Linked DNA regions of Mus musculus: region 2 is linked to region 1. A link is a contact called in public HiChIP or PLAC-seq data. All regions are on one chromosome and are shown on one strand. Each heading gives the region's core, a stretch centred on a gene start, on an enhancer-like site or on the middle of the called end of the contact. The rest is flanking DNA. Distances are from core to core; before and after follow the strand shown.

The links. HiChIP or PLAC-seq counts read pairs in DNA pulled down with a chosen protein or histone mark.
Region 2: a CTCF HiChIP or PLAC-seq map of the NIH/3T3 cell line shows a contact between it and region 1, with 8 read pairs. The contact joins two enhancer-like sites. A contact is called at or near these places in 1 of 15 datasets of contacts at CTCF or cohesin (the NIH/3T3 cell line) and 1 of 115 datasets of contacts at active chromatin or transcription factors (fibro-adipogenic progenitors).

Annotation. Positions count from the first base shown.
Region 1 is chr17:74,864,639-74,871,339 of GRCm38.p6, reverse strand. No RefSeq gene overlaps it. Among named protein-coding and RNA genes, the nearest start is that of Gm31759, 82 kb to the left of the region's middle. Within about 2 kb of position 4,334, at least 75 of the 459 cell types and tissues checked have an H3K27ac peak or open chromatin away from gene starts, as enhancers often do. A contact at or near this core is called in the NIH/3T3 cell line and fibro-adipogenic progenitors, where this site is marked.
Region 2 is chr17:75,052,032-75,058,732 of GRCm38.p6, reverse strand. The region is part of intron 2 of Ltbp1 (latent transforming growth factor beta binding protein 1); the gene reads right to left. Among named protein-coding and RNA genes, the nearest start is that of Ltbp1, 50 kb to the right of the region's middle. Within about 2 kb of position 2,967, at least 45 of the 459 cell types and tissues checked have an H3K27ac peak or open chromatin away from gene starts, as enhancers often do. A contact at or near this core is called in the NIH/3T3 cell line and fibro-adipogenic progenitors, where this site is marked.

The sequences.
Region 1 (6,701 bases), core at 3,085-5,584:
TTAAAATTCACAAAACTCACAGTGAAATGAGGAGGAATTTTCAAACAATTATGGCCAAATGACCTGACAGATCTTGGGATCCATGCAGAGAAAGAGTTCACTCCATGGAACGTCACAGTCAAGGATTAAAAATTGTGTCGGTGAGTACTGCCTTAGAGAGATGGGGTCCTAAGATGCAGGGGACTGGGCAACCACAGAGCTCCTCCTCACAGTGAACACCCATCCCCTGCATCCCCAACCGCATGCATGGCTGTTTGCAGAATGAAGCTCTGCCAGTCTCCTTCCATTCAAATCCTCAGCCCTGCTCAGGGCCCGGACACTGGAGTTGTGTGTGGATGAAATAAGATACTCCGTCTGGTTCATATCCTTCCCAGGAGTGCTTCCTTCACATAAAGAATGTGCCAGCTGCATTCCTGAAGATGGGAAAGCAAATGCTGCCAGGACTGATTTGGGATTCTTGGAGGAACATCGTTAGGACAGACAGAAGAGGGACAGTGAGACAGGGGGCAATGGGATGAGTGTTGGTGACGATTCATAAAGCACTGTGCCTTTGATCTACAGGTCACCAGCTATTAATGGATTGCCCTGAGACATCCCTCCCCTTGCCATATACATTCTTGGAATTCTTCCAGAAAAGCCTCAAACCTTAGGGTTATCTTTTTCCTTTGTGTAATGCACTGGTCTTCCATTTATCATCCCTATGCGGTCGTGGGTAAAATTTCACCTTTTTTGTTGTTGTTCCAGATCCAGGCACACATAAGCACTGTCCCTGTAACTGATGCTTTGTGGATCCTGCTAGATATGCCGATCAGTAACTTCTCAGACAGCTCAGACAAAAGTTACCACCCAGCCAGAGCTGTGAGGCAGAGCGTCTCATGCACGGCCTTGCTAGTCAACTTGGCCTTCAGACGTTATCGCTGAATTTTTCCATCACACGACAGTGCCTGGTGGAAATGCCACAGGATATTAAACATGTCAACACCACACTTTTCAAGAAATGTGAGAAGCTGGCTCCAGCCACTAAGATGAGCATGCTCAGTCAGTGAGTAAGGCCCAGCCTCCCTTAGGTTAGCCCCCAGCGTTTCCCCAGACACCAATGTGGAAAGGCATAGGCTCTGGGCTGAAAGACATCAAAGAAGGGAAGAGTCTAGAGTACAGTGTCAAACAATACAAGTTATGCCAGGGAGTTAGCAACTTAGAGTTGTGCAATGTTAAACTCTTTGAGGAGAGGTTTGGTGGTCGGGGTGAATGGAGAGATTAGTTATATGCAGTTCACTTTGGGTTTCTATTGTCAAATCTCACTTCGAAAAGCCATATACTTTCTCTTAATGAGAGGGTGGGGGCAGACAGATTTAGAGAGACAGAGAAATAGGCAGGCAGGCAGGCAGACGGACGGACAGACAGGGGTGGAGTTGGGGCTGTGTGAACCACACTCCAGAGATCATACTGAGTGCGGCCACGCTGCTGCTCACGTTTGGAGTTTTCCACTGTGAATACAATACACATTTGGAACAAGGCACAGAACAAAACCACTCAGCTCAATGACTCATGGCACAAGAACCACATTAACCGCCACCCCAGTTAATGAAGGTGACTTTGCTACTCCCCAGAGCCCTTTATGTACCTCCCAGCCAACACCCACCTGAACCCACAAGAGCAACCAGTTTCACTCACCCTGAGGTAATCACTACCTCTCCTTTTTTACTGACTTAACACCAAGCACGAGGCAGTGAATAACGTAGCTTAATTCCACTGCTCTTTGAGCTTCTATTATGTCCACAGGGGGAAAGAAAGCATGCATACAGGGTGTTAAGAAATCCACCGATGCTGCTGTGGCTGTAGGGAATTCATTATCATCGACGCAGACTGTTGGACTGCACGCCTGGTCCAAGTCTACCTCTGGTAGACGGGTGAAGGGCTTCTACCCGGGGCCTCTGATGAACAATGCTGCTGCAGACAAGCCTCTGTGAGAGCTACGGTCCACACATGGACAGATTTGCACTGTGTGCATCTAGAGCAAAGTTGGTGGGCTGTAGGGTATGCACAGCTTCAAAAGATCGGCAGGGTTTCTAGGAAGAGTGCTTATATAAAGCTGTCATTCCCGGCAGTCACTTTCCTCTCTCAGGAGCACGTAGTAGGTACTGCCACTTAACCATTAGCCACTGATAGAGTCTGTGCTCATCTCTGATTTTAATTTCATGACTCAAGTTGAGTCTTAGCACTTGTTTTGTATTTATATTTGGCTATTCCCTTTAGCACAATGCTCAATTCTTTAGTTGGGTTGTTTGGTTTTCTTTCTTTTTATTGGCTTATAAATGCCAGGCACACACAAACACCTCACCCTCTCTCTGGCGCTAACCATCTCCCCCAGGTAGCCCAGGCTGACCTCAAATGTCTAATCCCCCTGCTTCAGTCAGCCTCCCAACAGCTGGGATTATGGGAACGGGCCACCACACCTGGCTCCTTGTCACGTCTTTAAACAACTTCTAACTTGAATGTAGGCCAATCTTTTAAACAACTGTCTCTGCCAACCACCAGCATGGTATAATGGAGGGGCTCAGAGGCCCCACCCTCTCTGGGGAGCTACTGACAGCTAACGGCTGCTGAATGACAGACTGGAAGTCATTTTCTTCATGACACAAGCACTGGTAAGTTACCCACACTTCAGTAAATAACCTCACACCCACGTGACTGCAAATATCCCTAATTAAGTTCAGTGGGTTGTTAAAACAAACAAGATATAAAAATGGGGGGGGGTCTTGTTAGGGAGAAGCTTTAGAAAGAGTGGGAGGGGAGGGGAGGGGATCAGAGAGGAGGAGAAGGAAGGGGAGAGGGAGAAAGAGAGAGGAGGAGGAAAGAGGAAGAGGAGGAGGAGCGGTGGGGGGAAGAGAGGAAGAAGGGGAAAGGGGGAGGCACTGCTGAGACATAAGCCTGTCTCTGGCCAAGCAGCTGTAGAATTACTGAGACTGCTTTATCAGCCCTGGCACCAGACTTCCTAGAGGCCGACGATTTCAATAAGTAGCGTTGAAGCTCCACAGACAACTGAGATATTCTGCACCATCGTTTCTCAAAATACAGGGCTATGACCGCCCCCCTGCACCCCCAAAACACACCAGGGATTATAGAAACTGGAGCCACGCTGCAGGTCGCCCTCATCCAGGGACTTCACGGCCCCTGAGAACTGACAGATCATCAGCAATGCCCGTTTCGATGACACCAAGAGTTACTTGTCTTATCTGCACACAGAAAACTTCACCTAAGTCCTCTGATAACTCTGGCTGGCCAGCAGTTGAGGAGACTGAGGCTCAGGGAGGTTGGGGGGCTCGACTGTGGCCATAGCTAGGAAGGGATAAAAGCTGGGCTTTCAGTCTAGTTAATCCAGGCAGTCAACTGCCCACTTCATCTTATAGAAACCTGTTATACATTAGCTGTACCAACTAAAGAGGCCTGCCATGGCACTGCTGCTCATGCAATACCAGGCTTTGATACCCTCCTCTCCAGTCCCTGCCCACAGCCTCCCCCCTCCTGATTGTTTCCCCATCCTTAGTCTCTTCTTCCTTCCGGCCATCCATCCGTACCACCTTTTCCCTTTATCTTTCTAACTTGGCTCCTTTCTTCCTTTACCTAACAAATAAAATAAAATAAAATAAAATAAAATAGTCCATCATTCTCCACTGCCCCTTTCCTTAGCCTCACCCTCAGCCCAGAAACAAGGGAAAGCTCGCTACAGATGGAAACCCAGAGAACAGCAGGGCTTTGCAAGCACTAGACCATGGGGAGCCCTAGGAGTCTACAGCTAGCATTGTGCCAGTGGTTATCATCAAATGGTTTCTTACTTGCCCTGTTTTTCTGTTACATATTTTCATTTCCAAAGCCCTGATGCCTCTTCTTGGCTGCTGATGTTATTATATGCCTGCTCTACAAGGCTATAGATGAAGACACAGGCCTGAGAGGTTATGAGTCTCTGAGTCTCCTGAAAGCACACATTGGCCTGTGAGCAGCACTAACTCTATACAGATACTGATAGCCACTTGAGCCCCCTGTCTGGAGAAAGTTAGCCATGCGTGGGTTAGCTCCTTCACTTTGCTATGATTTACCATCCCCTCCCCCTTTCTGGCAAGAACATCACAAAAGATTAAAAAATGGCTCAGAGTTACCATTCAGAAGACCATAATAATATCAGTTTTCCGCCTTGTAGCCCTTGGCAGGACTCCCTTTTCATAGATCACAATGTGGGCACAGGGCCAGGAGATGGCGAGGGTGACTCACGGGTCACTGCAGTTTATAAGTCAGAATAATAAAAGGGAAGGCAGATCTGACATCACTGGCAAGGGGAAATTTTTTGGTGTTGTGTTAAGCGAACTAATTACAGCCAGCTCTGCAGAACGTGGGAGGAGGACAGTGTGGCTGAACAAAGCCAAGCCCAAGGAAGGGGCAAAATAAAATAAAATAGAATAAAAATTGCCCATAGAAAGCCAAACTCTGATACTGCAAAAGGAGTCACATAATGCATTAGCGGCTGTTTGTCCGAAGGTCAAAGGAAAAACTAAAACAGTCTATGGGCACAGATGTTGTTAACCAGGGGGAGGAGAAAGTGTACCATGCCAAGTAGCAAGAGGTACACCCAGCCACACAGCCCAGGGTTTACACGGCCTCTGCTGCAAGCCACACATCTCCACTCCTGCTAACTGAAAGCACAGAGGAAACAATTCAAGAGCCAGCTCAGCTTTTGCGTTCTCCTGGTGAAGAGCAAACGAGCCACAATTATTATTAGGTCTTGGCTGTGAAAGGCGGAGCCCAAGGCTACCTGCAGCCCACGAGGATTATGCTCTTATTAGTATAGTCCTGGGTTTAGTGGCAGCGTCTGTCTAAGGAATACAGCTACTATATTTGAGCGCATACCTGAGTAAGCAGCATGTTGATTGAAGTCTATCTATTTATAAGCTCTCCTGCGTGCTGTGAGAAACCCAGCTGCATTGCCACAGCACGGGCCCCTCCACCCGAATGAAGGCTCTTGGCCATCTCACTTCAGGGCCTGCTGAATGAACAGGCAGACAGGAAGTGTGTGGCATCCACTTCGGAGATTTTATTCCTCACTCTTGGCCAGGAGAGTTCTTATCTAAACAGCAACTTAGGTTGACATGGATGTTATAAAAACAAAATGGAAACAAAAACCAAACCCTTTTCATTGGGCTCAAGTACAGCTTTGAGCTGGTAGAACTACAACTAGTGGTATAAACTGGATAAGGTCCTGCAGAGCCCGAGCTACCAAGACCTGAGGGTACGTCACAGTCCTCAAACTGAGTCTGGGAGGTAGTAGACCGCAGCATATGCTCATCAATTGTCCCACGTTTCTGAGTGGGTGGCACTAACAACACACCCAATAGGAACAAAAGTGACATGGAAAGTCTATCATTTTCTTCAGCGTTTGGGTCCCTCGCTATCATGATGAAGCTTCACATAACAGAGGGCCACGTGTTCCGCCCTTAAATGAGCCAGAGTAGTCTACAGGGCTCTGTAGTTCACTTCCACTTGTCTATACTCACTCAGGGTCCTAGTTAAATATGCTTCATCTCTGGGAAAAGGCTGACAAGGAATTTACTAATTAATAATCCTAACAAATCATAGGCTATTATCAACTAAGACCTCACAGAATTTCTTGGGGAACTCAGTGAAGAAAGGCAAACTGTCAATCCCAGCACTCGGGAGGCAGAGGCAGGCGGATTTCTGAGTTCGAGGCCAGCCTGGTCTACAGAGTGAGTTCCAGGACAGCCAGGGCTACACAGAGAAACCCTGTCTTGAAAAAACCAAAAAAAAAAAAAAAAAAAAAAAAAAAAAAAAAAAAAAAAAGAAAGAAAGAAAGGCACACTGTCAACGTGGTCCCACTGTTCACGAGAGAAGGCAAATCAACCAATTATTGGGAGAGCCTATCCAAGCAGCAGGGAAAACTCGGGTTTTGGGATCTGCCTATTTCTTCTCTTTCCAGAGCTGAGCTGACAGGGCTCAGAGAGAGACGTGACAGCTGGCCAGTAATATTGATTCAGCGACTGACTGCTGCTAGCTAAGTTTTGGAATGACATCTCTTCTCTTCTGGCAGCTTACAAAGCAAAAGAATGATTCTGAAAAAGAGACATTAGTACTAGAAAACCAATGTTGAAACTACAAAAATTAAGACAGGTGGAAATACAGTATTTAGCCAAAATAGATGACACATTGCACGGAGACTCCACAGCAGTGATCAGATGAGTGGTCCTCACCACAAAAGCTGACGCTAGGTGAGAGCACCCCACCACGCCTACGATTCCAGATCCACCACGCCACACCCACAATCCCACACCCACCATGTCACATCACTCCCTTTTTTGGTTTTGGTCTACACCTCCAAAGGAAAACATCAGCAGCTCTCTTTTGAGCAAACAGCCCATGACAAAAGAGAGGCTGTGACTCAGCATAGCTATGGAGAAGACAACAGAATGCAGGTGACTGCTTTGCAGTGTGGTTTGTGACTGCTACAACTGGAACTAAAAGGAGAATAAATTGATTCATTTGTTCACTTGATTTCAGAACTCATGTTCTTTTGGGCATTTCTTTTCTTCCCATCTCTCTTTTACCTGCTAGGTACTGACAAAGCGTTCACTTAAAGCCTTGCTCCACCCATTGCCACCCACCATCCACATTCACGTCCTATCTGCCCGATATTC
Region 2 (6,701 bases), core at 1,718-4,217, 190 kb before region 1:
ATCGTCATTTGGAGTTTCTCTAGTTTTATGTATACAAATTACTGGAAAATCTACAAACTATTGTATGGGATAGGACGGGCAGCAGGAGCTGAGGGTGATGTCTTCACGACCACGTTCCCTGTCTCATTCCTCTGAGGTGGGATCTCTCACTGAACCCGAAGCTGACCAGGCTGCTGGCCAGCAAGCTCCATTTCTCGACTCTACAGTCCCAGGCACACAAGGCCATGCCTGCCTACTCCATGGAGGCTGAGAATTTGGACTGAGGTTTTCACAAGCATTTCTACTCACTGAGCCCTCCTCAACCCCAGCTTGCTACTTTGTAATACTATTTTTACTACGTGTTCTTTTTCAAATAAACTTTAAAATGATGCCTGGTGCATTCGTGGATAAATATAAACATGCCAGACTTGTGTCCAACCCGCAGCCCATGGGCCATAGGCAACCAACATTCAGCCCAACACAAAACTTTGAACTTATTTAAAACATTCTAAGATTATTTTACAATTGTTGTTTACTTTTTTAATTCTAGAGTTTAAACTTTGTGGATGACAATGTCATATTTCAGTGTCAAAAGGTTTGGCATGCCTGTTAGCATCATACTAAGTGTATGGTGTTATCCTCTATGGGAAGAAGAGAAGTAATACCAAGGGGAAATATATTTTTCTTAATGGGAATTTCTTCTTACACTTTTGTTTGCAGTTTGCCATTTGTTTCTTTGTTGTTTTGTTTTGTTTTTTGAGATAGGGTTTCACAATATAGCCCAACTTGGGGAGGAACTCATGTTCCTCCAGCTTTAATTTTTCTGAGTGCTAATACTACAGATGTGCATCATCATCGTTACAGATGTGCACCATCATTACAGATGTGCACCATCATTACAGATAGGTATCATCCTTACAGATGTATATTATTGCAGGTGTATATTATCATTACAGATGGGCATCATCATCATTACAGATGTGCACCATCATTACAGATGTATATCATTACAGATGTGCACCATCATTACAGACGTGCATCATTATTACAAATGTGTATCACTATTACAGATGTGTATCATACTTGACTCAAATTGTTTTTCTTAAAAAAAGAAAGATGAGGTGTTGGAGCAAAGGCCAGGATTTAAAGCACATAGTGTTCTTACAGAGGACCTGAGTTCCATCCCTAGCACCTACGTCACGTAGCTCACGACCACATGTAACTTTAGTTCCAGGAGTCTGACCCCTCTCTGGTCTCCAAGGTTCCTGCACTCGAGTGAACATACCTACACACATACATACATACACATAATTAAAAGAAAAGTATCAAATGTAATAAGGAGACATATATTGACTGTTGGTAATAGATGTGTAGATGTCTGCTTTAACATGTCTAGATGTTAAACCTTTTGTATTTTTCTACTTTTCAAGAAAACTCAATGTTTTAATTATCAGACAAAAGGCAACTGGGAGCAAAATAAAGTCATGATAATAAAGTGGGGTCTGTTGCAGCTGGCAGAAATTGCCACCAAGACAAAATGAACTTGAGGCTTGCAGAATGTCACCATTTCAAGATCTGGGCGAACAGGGTGGGTTGCAAAAGTCCCTCTATCCTCACATCCCAGGCTGGCCTTGCAAAAGCACATTTGTCATTTGAATCCGTCAAAACTGGATCAATGCTCCATTTTGGGCCCAAATGGTAAACAGTTTCAAATTTCTCTCCGCTGGCAGCTACTCTGGGGTTGACAAAGATAATCCTAAAGTTCTCTCAAAGTTCAGTGACTTTATTTTTAGGAAGTGACCCATGGCCTGAAGCCCCGCCTCCTTTGCTTTTCATCTAAAAGCATAGCCCTTAGTTATATTTAAAGCCTGCCCCAGCCCACACAGCTCACTGTGACTCCCTGCCCCGTGCCTTTCTCTCCAAACAAGTTGCAGCATGTCTGCCACATATGTCCTGGGTGGAAATGTGAGCTGAGCTGTGTCTTCGATGATCTAAGGCAGCAGGTGAGAAGTTGCCCCCTGTGTGGCTTCAGGGCTCTGCCCAGCTGCCCTTTGAAGTTATTCAACACGAAGGAATATCAGAACACGAGAATCGTACGGTGAGTTCACAAGTTGACGACTGAGCTAACTTCTCCTGTACCAAACCCAAATAAATAATGTGATTTCCTTGTAAACAGCTCTGAGTCAGCATACTCCTCAATCCCTAAAGAGAAAAAGACTAGCATCATAACCTCCCAATGACTGACGTAGCCAGTCATAATGAATTCCACATAACTGAATCTTCTAGAAAGATGAATTTCACATTTCAACAAGCACCGAGTCGACTTTATAGAGTTTTCATCGATGTGGAAACCCACTCGAAATACATGAGATTGTGTCCGTGTGTATCACACAGTGTCAGTAGTAGGTCTGCTGGCCTCATCCCCACCTCTCTCTCTGAATCAGACTGGCACATCTCACAGCCTTTCTTGACGTTGAATACCCAACCACACGATTTGCCGTGCAAAGCGACAATTTCACCAAGTAGGTGGCTGAGTAAGTTGCCAGGAATGCAAGTACCCAAGGCCACATGCAGGATCAGAGGTCTCCAAAGCAGAGTTGCTCAGGGCCTCATTCTGGGGTTTGAGGCCTTCGTGTCACTCAGCCTCCCAGTGCTGTGAGCTCTACCCTGAGCTTAGCAGGAACGGAGATTCCATAGGATTTACTCTAACATGGGTAGTTAGCTAACATGGGTAGTTAGCTAACATGGGTAGTTATTTAACATGGGTAGTTAGCTGGGATGAATTTGTCTCTTCTGATGCTACCAATAACTGTCAGGCCAATGAGCTCCAGGGGTCTGGCTTCTGGGTCATCCCCACTCCATTCCCAGAACTGAAATTACAGACCTGGGCCACTGTGCCCAGCTTCTCCACGGATGCTGGGAATCCAAACTTAGCTCCTCATGCTTGCCCAGCAAGGCACTTTACTGATGAGCCATCTCTGCCATCCTGGCAGATGCATTTAGAGAGTGCCTTGGCAGCATGTTTCAGGGATTTCATACCCTCATTTCTAGGCATGTGCCCTAACAATGTAAAAGAAAAATTACTGTGCCCAGACATATGTTCTGCTATCCTCAGCAGGGTTATTCACACCAACAAAAAACTTCACAGGAATCATAAAAGGTTGACCAAATAGGGTTAGTGTAGAGCCACTGAAAATCAAAACTATAAAATGATACACGTTTCTAGAGTGTTCAGAGATTCTAGCATGAGTTAGAATGGTGAAATTTCGCTACTGACTCAGCCACTTCTCAAATACCTCAGAGTTAAACTCATTGCCCAGAGGGACTCTCTGAGTCCTCCCTCACTCAACGAGCATGCTTTGTACAGATGAGCACTTCTAAAACACCACGGCTCTAAAATCCCAAACTGTTAAAGTACCAACATGATAGATACCATAAGGAGAACAGTACATCTGATGCCATATGCTAGCTCAAACCGGAGATACATGAAAAATATCATACAGTACAACTTCCAGGCAATGTATGTAATATATACATCAGGCTTAAGTAAATTCCAACCCAGAAGATACTTCATTCTGTATATGCAGATATAACAAAATCCAGGAGAGAAAAATCCAAATGCAAGCATTTTTGGATCAGGATTGTTTATCCTGAACGTCAACTAGCCAAAAGCCTTCTTTGGGGTCCACTTTTGTGACAAAGGGATGAGTGTCAGTTAGTGACAGGAGCTGAGCTTCAGGCACAGGTGCCTGATTCTAGTAAGGTACAGTGCCAACCTGAAACCCATTCAACTGTACTGTCCAGAAATGTCACCTGCTCTCACGGAGGGCGGGAGTTCTCAATGTGCGAGCTCTGGGGACTGCCGGGTTTGTGAGAATTCTTTGATCAATGAAACAAAGATTAAACCCATCTAAGGTTTTTACTGTTCACATTAGCAGAATAAATTCACTTTGTGCTTTCATGGTAGTAAAATGCCAGGAGGTAGCTGGTAAATGCACATACCTGGCAAATTTGAAGTTCAGCTATGATGTGCACAGAAATCATTTTAGATGATGTCTAATGAAAAGGCAACATGTTTTAATAATCTTTAAGTTTGTTCTAATGTCATACGATCTGCATTCATTGTCTGAACATTGAGCCCCTCTTAAATTCTAGCTTTGAGCCACAAACTTTGGGTAAAAAAGATGAAGGATTATTTTGCAGAAAATCAGAGACTAAGATGTAATTTTTTAAATCAGTACATGGATCTGGAAACTAAGTGATTAAGAGTGCTTGCGGCTCTTGCAGAGGACCCTCACAGAGGCAGCTCACAATTGTCTGCCATTCCAGTTCAGGGGATCCAAGGCCCTCTTCTGGCTTCCACAGGAACCAGCACACACATGACATAACAAAACCCACATATATGAGAGGCCCTTAATTGGGTAGTGGATTAATATCTGTGAGTTATTTATATTTAAATAATAATGGGGGCTAGCCAGAGACATGGCTTTGTGGGTAAGAGTGCTTACTGTGCAGTAAAGCATCCTGGGTCAACTCATCTCTACCCACATAAAAATCTGGCTGTGGCTCCACAAGCCCATAATCCCAGAGCAAGGTGAGGGGCAAAGACTAGAAGAGTAGGGGGTCTTGCTGGCCACAAACTTACTGTCAGGTCCAGTGAGAAACTCTGTCTCATGGGGGTAGGGCAGAATGCTAGAACAGGACACCCAATGTCCTCCTATAACCTCCATGTTCACACCATTTGCACACACACACACACACACACACACACACACACACACTTTTAGTTAAATTAAAATGAAAAGGAGATCATCATAGAAACCAAACATCTAAAATGGTGGCTTGCCCATAAGCTCATTTACCAGGGAGAAGCAGAATGTTGTGTGCTTCAGAGGATGATGGGCTCAGATCCGAATCTGATGGGCCTCCTCCCCCAGCTCTGTGCCTTTAGGCAAGTTTCACCTGTCCCTTCAATAAAACATTGGGCAAGAACTTCGCATTCTTGTTGCACTAGACACTGTCATACACCCCAGAGAGAGAGCCAGAAACAGAAAAGCATACCCAGCCCATCCTGGGCAATCAACAAGAAGTAAAGACAATGATGACACTCAAAGAGAACAGTTGTGCAATGTGGATGGGATGACCAGGGGATTCATGGAGTTAGGGAAGGAAAGAAATACCATAGCATGAGACCCAGCATTAAAGCTGGTCTTTTCTGGCCTCAGTCCTTAGCTTGTAGGCAGCCATCTTCTCCCTGTGTTGTCATGTGACCTCTCCTTGGCATCTCTGTCTAAGTTTCCCTGTAGAAAGATACCATTAATACTGGATCAAGGTCTGCCCTATTGACATATCCTTAACTAAGGACCTCTTTAAAGACCATGCTCCAAATGTAGTCTTCTCTGGGGTCCTGGTCTGGATATGAGTGCATCCTCCAAAGGTCCCAGTTTGAAGCCTGGTCCTCACTGGGAAGATGTCCAGACGTAGTAGAACCTTCAGGAAGTAGAGGATGGGTGGAAGGTATTAAGCCACTGGGGGCACTGCCCTGAGAAGAGATAAAGTTAGTTCCCACAGAGCAGGTTTTGAGCTCCTCCTGACCCTCTGGCTTCCTATCTGACTTTGTGATCCTTCTCATAGGTGTCCCCATCAAGAGGTCTTCACAGAAGTGGATCAAACGGGACCACCCCACCCTGACTTCTGGCTTCTAAAATTATGAACTAAATAAACTCTTCTTCTTCATATTCTACCCACCCTCTGGAATTTTGTTATGGCACTAAGAAAGACTAATATAAACTTTAACATGAGAGTCTTGGGGAGAAGAAATTCAACATGAGAGTCTGGGGGAGAGGAAATTCAACCACGGTGACATAACAGTATTCAGTATGCTCTTGTCAATTACATAACATGTAAAAGAGAAATGTCTAGTGAGAAATACCCACTGCTATAGTTTTAGGATTAAATCCTAAAACAAACATCCTACTAAATGCTATTATTCCTACTGTAGGAGATCTTACGATGTTCAAATACACCCACTTCAGTTTTGCAATCAATATGGCAGTAAACGTGACAAATAGTCTACTCAAAGAACAAACAGAAAACAGATAAGAATCCTGGCATGTGGTACAGTCATTAAAATCGATGTTTAAGAATTTCCAGTGGCATGAAACAGCATTTATGGTGGATTGCCAACTTTATTTTGAAGTTCCTACTTTTTATTGACCTCCTGCCAATCAAGCTTGTACCTCCTCCTCCCCGAATCTGGTCTTGTCTGAGTTGTCAGTGACATCCAGGCTGCCAAATCAATCAGGTGGGGACTTTTAGTCCCCTCTCTTCTTGTCATCAGCAGTACTGGCCATAATGGGTCTGCCCCTTGTCATCAGTCCCCCCTGTTCCTAATGAGATGCCACAGTGACACCTTTCTTCCCACATTCCTGCTGAACCCTTCCAAAACTCTTCTGGCTCCTCTCTCTCTCTTCCCAACGTCTAAGTGTTACAATTTCCCAGGCTGCCTTGCTCCAGGGTCATTTTCCTGGTGATCTCATTTAGTCCTGTGTCTTTAATTTCCATTAAGACTGTATGAAAGGGTTGAAGCATTAGAAAGGTTGACTACCACTGCCTTAAAGGTTTAGTCACACTGGATTAGCCCCACCAACAACAGCATTGATGTGCAGGATAACATGACTATCTTAACTAATTACACCTGCACTGACCCGAGGTCTACAGAC